2 separate regions of the Mus musculus genome follow, and region 1 is linked to region 2. The links are chromatin contacts, called in public HiChIP or PLAC-seq maps. All regions are on one chromosome and are shown on one strand. The core of a region is the stretch at or near the end of the contact, and the rest is flanking DNA. Distances in the headings are between cores, read along the strand shown. Region 1 has its middle 36 kb from the start of Gm31423. Region 2 overlaps Gm43837 (a long non-coding RNA gene).

Region 1 (4,027 bases), core at 601-3,100, 180 kb before region 2:
GAATTATGTCACCAGGTGTGAATCCTTGGGGTCTATGCCATGTTCTGGTCCATTCCTTTCTTTTTGCTTCTAAGCCACCACAGTGCAAATAGCTCTGTCCCACCATGACCTTCCTGTCATGAAAGAAAGATGTTTCTGAAACTGTGAGCCAGAATGTGCTCTTTCCTCTCTTAAGTTAGTCTCCCAGGTGTGTTGTCATGGTGATGAGAAAAGCAGCCAAGGCAGGGAGCTGTCAGGTGCTACTGAGATGGCCACTGCTGTTGCTGTAAGGAACCAACTGTCTTGAATCTCTGACCCAGGAGTCTTACATCATCTATCTTGTTCATCAAACCATGGCTCCCAAGTAGAGTAGCCTCAGCTGGGGTAAACTGCCTCCTGTTATTTAGGGGAAGAAATCCTCTCTTGTCCTGCATTCCCACCACATGGATGAGAAGCTGGCTGGTAGGATGCCTTCCATCTGTGAAAATTCTCAGCTTTCTGCTGAGCAACTATTTTTCATCCTAACTGTATTAGTTATGTCTGCATCACCATGACAGAACCCCAGACAGAAACCACCAAAGGAGTGCAGAGCAGAGACTGAAGGAAAGGCCATCCAGAGACTGTCCCACCTGGGGATTCATCCCAGATACAGTCACCAAACACAGACACTATTGTGGATGTTAAGAAATGCTTGCTGAAAGGAGCCCAATATAGCTGTCTCCTGAGAGGCCCTGCCAGAGCCTTACAAATACAGAGCTGTATGCTTGCAGTCAACCATTGCACTGAGCTCGGGATCCCTAATGGAGGAGTTAGAAAAAGGACTGAAAGGAGCTGAAAGGGTTTGCAACTCCATATGAAGAACAATAATACCAACCAACCAGACATGCAGAGCTCTCAGAGACTAAGCCACCAACCAAGAAGTACACATGGCTCCAGCTGCATATGTAGCAGAGGATGGCTTTCTCAGGCATCGGTGGGAAGAGAGGGCCTTGGTCCTGTAAGGGCTCGATAGATGTCCCAGTGTAGGGGAATCAATGGCAGGGAGGTGGGAGTGGGTGGGTGGGTGGAGGAACACTCTCATAGAAGCAGGGGGAAGGGGGGTTGGATAGGAGGTTTCTGGGGATGGGGTGGGGGACTGGGTAAGGAGATAACACTTGAAATGTAAATAAATTAAAAAAAGAAAGAAAGGAAGGAAGGGAGGGAGGGAGGGAGGAAGGAAGAAATAAGAAAGAAAGAAAGAAAGAAAGAAAGAAAGAAAGAAAGAAAGAAAGAAAGAAAGAAAGAAAGAAAGAAAGCACCAAAGGAAGAAATGATTTACTTTGGCTCATGATTCCAGAACATCTCCGTTGGGGCGGTGGCAGATGTGGCTGCTGTTCACATCGTGGTAGACAGGGAGCAGAGAGTGACTAGAACCAAGGGCCAACCACAATCTTCAAAAGTCCACCTCTGCTGCTTCCACCAGCCACTGACAACTTCCCAAGTTGCCCCAGATTCCCCAGATAGTGCCACCAGCTGGAGAACAAGCATTGAAAACTTGGAAACAAGTGTTGAAGGGTGGACACCAACCCTTCTCTCCCAAACCATCTACATCTTTCCTCTTAAAGGGCTTCTAGGAAAACTCTAAAGGAAGAAGGAAAAAGGCAAATGAAACAGCCCAATTTTATTTCCTAAATGGATACTTAAAACCCACAACAAATGCTATATTGACTTTTTTTTTTAAATAGGCTATAGTCATGATCTCTGTTTGTATTTTTCTTGCCTTCTACTCTTTGGCTGCCTAAACATACAAAGTTATCTGTGCCATTAGCATCCAGCACAGAGCTATGGTTGGGTGACGCAGGTTGAACCGTCTGTATAGCATTTGGTGACTGATATGAACACACCGCTGTGGTAAAAACTTATCTTTTGAAACTAGCGTGGTTGCTGAGGTATGAGTCAGTGGTGTGAGCATGGGCAGAAAAAGAGTGGCAGCTGGTGCCCCAGTCGTGTGGCCAACTCTCTGAGGGACAGAAGTGGGAGGAGGTAGAGTTTCTTTGCCAGGATGGTGTTCTCAGCACCAGCCAGGAACAAACACAGGTCTCCCTGGTCCATTCAGAACACCCAGCCTACCTGGAGGTCAGAAGTTAGAGATGGGCACTGCCACTTAGAAATAACAACGACATAAACGGACAAAACTTCAAAATTTACATGCGAATGTTCTAGAAGTATAGAAGCTATAGCTAGAAAATAAACACACCACATGTAAGACATGAGACAGTGACTCAGATACTAACAGTTGCACATCCAGTTTTATTCACATTTAAAAGACTGTGTACTTACATTTTAGACACACATGTAAGCAAACACACATACATTGGATATGAAGACCTTACATATTTTCTTGTATGCTAGCTTTTTACTTTTGCACACACTATTCTGTGACCAAAAACTATAAATCCACAGACTGTTTAGGAGGGTTCCACATTATTTAACCTCTGGTAATTCTGATCTAGTCAACCTGGTTTCTGCTTTCTTGTTCTCAGGAACGTTGCTGGAACACAAACCCGGGCTCCATTTTGGGACACTTATCTAGCTATATTCTTGAATAAGCCTCTAGAAAAGGAATTTTAGGTCAAATAGTATGCATGTATTTAGAGCTTACATCCTATTATAACCATGCTCACCCCCTCGCCCCACACCCCCCAAGGCCTCCATATACAGGACCATCAGCAATCAGATAGATGTTTTGAGCCAAGCGTTGCATTCTGAGGAAGGGTTTGACAATCATCTCCCGCTGAGTGTCTTAGGCTGTCTCCATTTGTGGTGAAGGAGAAACCACTGTTGGCCATGTGTGGCTTTTCTCTGATGGTGTGGCCTGGCAAGAGTGTCCTTGAGTTTGTGCCATGATACACAAGGATGGTGAAAACAACCAAGACCAATAGTTCTCAGACTTTCAGAGAGAGATGAACCCAGTGTAAGAATACAGGGTCAAAACAACAGGTTGGCTGAGGGGAGTGTATGTAGTGTTCAGTGCTGTTTGCAGCCAGGTCCTCTGAGGCTGCAAAGAAGTTATCACCCATGGCTGAGTCTCATCTGGCACTCGGTGACAACACCCAGTACATTGTCGTTTTCTGTCTCATTTCAACGTAGGTCTGGTAGAAGTCTGAGTTCTCAGAGTGATTAGAGAGACAGAGACTCTAGACTGCGTCTTGCATAACGTCATGGAATCATAACGGAGTGAAATTCCAGATGTTTCCCATGTTCTAAAGCAACTCACAGGGCCTCACTACACGCAAGGGGAGGGGACTTTGCAGCAGCGTGCATTCCAGGGGACAAGGATCATAGAGGCACCTTAATGTCTGGTTCGTCATAATAAACAATCAGAAGCCTCTCTCCTTAAAGTGTTTGTTTTGTTTTGGCCAGGATAGTCAGGAAAGCCAAAAGCTTAGGAAAATGTAAAAATCTGAACCTCATTGACTGAAAGTAGTCATTTTGCCTGTCTCCTCTCAAGTGGAAGTGAATAACCCCCCATTGTGGACACGATGTTTGGCCCGAGGTAAATGTGGCTTCTTCAAAGGTGTTCCCCTAAACATGTGTTTTATGTTTTCTTGGAATTCGGTTCTGCCTCCCCAATGACTAAGTCATTTCCTCCCAACTCTGTCTCATGGAATGAGGTGGCATATCCAAACCCATGTCATAATGACCACATCGGAGACATTTTTCCATGTGAAATTCTGTGAACTATTCTTATGCTTTAATTACTATGTCTCCCCAAGACCAACCCTTGAGTCGCCACAGCTCCTTAAAAATTTTAAAACATGCAAGTGGCAGCGGGCAGTCAGAACTGTTCTTTAAAATGATATGAATGGAATTGACAGATGTGGCTCAGTGTGTAAACTGTTTGCCTAGTGTACACGAAGCCCTGGGTTCCCTCATAAGTACTGCATAAAAACCAGTGCTGTGTATACACATGGAAGCCCAGGCACTAGAGGTGGAGACAGCAGGATCAGGGCTTCAAAGCCATCCTCCTTAGTTACCCAGCAAGTTCTAAACCAGCCTGGGACACACG
Region 2 (3,768 bases), core at 459-2,958:
TTCCAGGCACTGCCCTCAGAAAAGTCCCTCACCGAGCATTTGAGCTTCTCTCACTTCAGTCACAGTCCATTTCCTCTTCCCAGCCGGCCGGCATGCTAGAGAATTAGGTGTGGCAACTTCCAAGAAGGGAGGGAGGTACCCACCCCCACCCCCACCCCCCTCAGGACATCCTACAGCTCTGAATGGGAGCATTCCTTCACAGTAGTTGTGCTGGAACCAAAACCCTTCCTGTGAAGGTCACCTGCCCCCATCAGGAAGTCCCCCACCCCCTGCATCCTTGTCAAAAGCTCCTCCCCCCCCCACACCCCCTCCATCTTGGAGAGCAAAGGTTCATTAGCTTGCTAAGAAATCACATCTCTGCCTCTGGTGCAACAAGCCTAGGGTCTTGCAGCAGACAAATGGTATTTTTGGTTCCTTGGTAAGTCTACAAACCCAGGGTTCCATCTCCTGGCATTAAATAGCTTCCTTCCTAATTGGAGCATGCTCAAAAGTCAGACCCACCATAGGGCTTGTTAAAATTCTGATGGCAGTACTCCACCCACAGGTAGGACCCTGGGGCCTGTATCTCTAACAAGTTCCCAAGAGATGTTGATGCTGCTGGCCCTGGACCACACTCCGCATCTCCAGGGATTACTTTGTGGTGCAGCATTAGCCCCAGCAATGCCATTTTCACAAAGCACCATTTAAAACATGATTCCAGGATAACATATTATGTAAGACCCCAGAAGCACAAATCAGCATGTGAGGTCAAGAGGTAGAGGAGAGTGAAGAGCGTGAAGCCAGGTAAGCCCTAGCCAAACACTGAGAAGAGAGCTCTGGACGTCCTGTGCCTCCCATAAGGAGCGCACATCAAGGGATCGTGGAAAAAGTCTTGTTTATAGTCAGGCTTTCTTTCTCATTCCTGAGGCGACCACAGCTGACCTGGGCAAAACAGGCCTGCCCTGCCCAGACCTGCCCAAGGTGTTCCCTCATTCCTTGGAGGTGAAGATGGTACGGGCGGGGGGGCGGGGGGGAGTTGTGGGAAGGGGTATGGGGGACATGGTCTGGGGATACTGTCTGTCTCAGCCTGCCAGCCCAAGTGGACTCTGAAATTCCAATCTGAGTAGCTGAGAAGACAGAAAATGTTCTGACCCTTTCTGCAATCACAATTTCTTAGAAACATCAACATCAGAAGGTAAAACCTGAGTAGATTAACCACTCAACTTCTTCCCAAATTCTTTTGCCCGTTCCATTCCTTCTGAATGGAAATTTCTTTCTTGTGGCTATTCCTAGTCTCCCTTCCACAGTCAGCTATGGCTCCTGTCTGGGCGGTGGTCTCAGGCACTTCTCCCTCTTTGGCTTCCACACTTGCAGCATCCTTAAACCTTCAGCCAATCAGCATCTCCTTTGCAGGCTCCTTTGCCTCCTCCCTTTGTTCTTTCTGAATGATCATTTTCTTTTCTGTGACATCGACAACAAGAACTGAAGAAACAGAAGGAAAGGTAGCTGTAAGCAGAGGGAGGCTGGAAAGGGATTTTCTCTCAGAGAGAGAAGAAAGAAAGAGTGTAGAGATGCCTAGCAGCCCCCTGGAGGTTTTGAGGAAAGAGAACCCAGGCAGGTTCTGGAAGCAACAGAAAGAAACAGGGTGGAGATTGTAGCAGGGGTGGCTCTGTGGTGTGGTTACAGAGTGTGAAAAATGCAGTAAAGGGGATACAGCAATTCTGAAACCTCCCCTGGTGCCAGGGACCCTTATGCTTTAACTGCATCACCACTGTGGGACTAGGTGGCCTGGGCTCAGCCTTCATTGGCTCACCTCCGCACGATCCTTCCATCTTTGACCTTGCCCTTTCCAGTGTCTGGCACAGTGCCTAGGCTGTGGTAGTTGCTCAGAAAGGGCTCCCTTCTTTCCTCTCTCCAGCTCCGGGGCATCCTTCATGTTGACATGGGGACAGAATTGGAGTTGAGGCTGATAGGACAATAGGAGATGAGGAGGGAGGGTAAATAATGCATAGCACTGAACCCTCCCCCCCCCCCCACACCCTGGACCAAATACCAGCCTCACAATGCTGATCTTGGCAGGGGGCCCACCATCTACCAGACCCCCCCACCCCCGCAGGCCTCTGGGGTATGGCTAATTAAAGACACGCTTACTCATTTCATTCCCAAGTCACTATTTAAGGAAATAGAACCATGCCATTCCTCTAAGGCCTCTGACCTTAGATACTAGAGGCAAACAATGCCGGGGCTTGTCCAAGTGGCCATAAATGCAGAGCTGTTCAAAGAGCAATTGAGGGCCAGAAAGGGAGGACAGCACAGGCCACACAGCTGGGCCAGCTGCTGGATGGTCCCCTCCTTCCATTCTCCCCACTCTCTCCTCTTCCCCATCCCCTGCAGAAGCTAGTGGCAACCCTCCCACCCTGACACCCCCTCCCTACCACCTCCTCACAGTTAGCTCCTGGTTTTCTGAGCTCATTCAGACTCCTAGCTGACTCAGAGAAGCCTTAGTGATCTCCATGGATTTCAAGCAGGAGCAACTTGCAGCCTCTGGGATTTTTCAGGGTTTTTTGAGACTAAAGAAAAACATGGCTTTTGTATCTGTGTGTCGTGTATGTGCACATGTATGTTCATGTGTACATGTCTATCTATGCATGTAGGCAGAAGTCAGATAAGGACACCTGGGATCTTGTCCCATTACTCTCCTTTTTATTCCTCCTAGACAGGGTCTCTGAACCTGTGTCTGGACTGATGTATTGAGGATTGGTTCTAATGCTTTGATTTAATCAGGAATCTGTGTGTCCAAATGCTGAAGGACCTTGTCCCCAATTGGTTTTTGATTGATCAATAAAGATGCTAGCAGTCAATGGTTGGGCAAAAGGAGATGGACCGGGACACTTAGATTTGCGAGGGCTTGGGATAGAGAAGTGGAGACAGAGGATTGCCTGAGATGGCTTGAGATGAGTTGAGAGATGGCTCAGATTTAGAGCTGTGGCAGAGAGAGCCTCTGAGCAGTGTAAGAATTCTGGTAAGTGGCCACTGCCCACTTCCCTATTGGGCCTGGGGTAGCAGGCAAAGGCTTAGCACTGCCTAACCTTTGAGCTAATCACAGCATTTCAAAAACAAGCTAGTGTGTGTGTATCTTTCATTCGCCAATGAAAGAGTCCCTTGGTGGGTGACTGGAAGTGTGTGACCGGCCGGGAGCACAAAGTGGAATGGTATGTCTCTGCTTCTCCACCAGCCCCCTTCTCAGCATTGGGGTTAGAGGTGCACATAGAGCCATGCCTGGCTTTTTATGTGCATCATGGGATCCAATTCTGGTCTTTTAACGCTCTTGCTTATGGAGTCATGTGTTCAGTCCCCAAACACAAACTTTAATCAACACACTCTTGGCTGGGATCTGCCTATGTCAGATGTGGTATTGAGAAGGGAAGGGCAGAGAATGCAAAGCTTTCGATAGACTGTAGTGATCACTCAATAAAGGGCCTCCAGAGACTGCTCTCTGCTTCCTGCAGATGGAGCCTCTTGAGAACTTCCTCTGACAGCCATGAGCTCTGCAACTCCCTCCCTGCTGTGATGAGCTGAAACCTCTGAACCCGAGAACCAACATAAACTCTCCTCCACCATCTCTCTCCTCCACCATCTCTCTCCTCCACCATCTCTCTCCTCTACCATTTCTGTTGGAGATAGTGGTCAGAGTGATATTCAAGTAACAAACACAGAAAACAGATAGCAGAGAAGTAGGGTGACTTCTATGAACACCCCAAAGTCATCCTGCTTAGACTTTGGCAGATG

What was found. HiChIP or PLAC-seq counts read pairs in DNA pulled down with a chosen protein or histone mark.
Region 1: a FOXA1 HiChIP or PLAC-seq map of pancreatic cancer cells shows a contact between it and region 2. The contact joins two enhancer-like sites. A contact is called at or near these places in 1 of 39 promoter capture datasets (the C10 cell line), 1 of 15 datasets of contacts at CTCF or cohesin (the NIH/3T3 cell line), 23 of 484 Hi-C or Micro-C datasets (3T3-L1-derived adipocytes, the AML12 cell line, the G1E-ER4 cell line and 11 more), 6 of 115 datasets of contacts at active chromatin or transcription factors (the NIH/3T3 cell line, cardiomyocytes, embryonic stem cells and 2 more) and 1 of 9 other capture datasets (embryonic stem cells).

What each region holds. Positions count from the first base shown.
Region 1 is chr5:64,565,869-64,569,895 of GRCm38.p6, reverse strand. No RefSeq gene overlaps it. Among named protein-coding and RNA genes, the nearest start is that of Gm31423, 36 kb to the right of the region's middle. Within about 2 kb of position 1,850, at least 21 of the 459 cell types and tissues checked have an H3K27ac peak or open chromatin away from gene starts, as enhancers often do. A contact at or near this core is called in pancreatic cancer cells and proximal limb bud, where this site is marked.
Region 2 is chr5:64,387,906-64,391,673 of GRCm38.p6, reverse strand. It overlaps Gm43837 (a long non-coding RNA gene), which reads right to left. Exons shown (of 3, transcript XR_003955925.1): 3 at 1,799-1,945. Among named protein-coding and RNA genes, the nearest start is that of Gm43837, 12 kb to the right of the region's middle. Within about 2 kb of position 1,708, at least 114 of the 459 cell types and tissues checked have an H3K27ac peak or open chromatin away from gene starts, as enhancers often do. A contact at or near this core is called in pancreatic cancer cells and proximal limb bud, where this site is marked.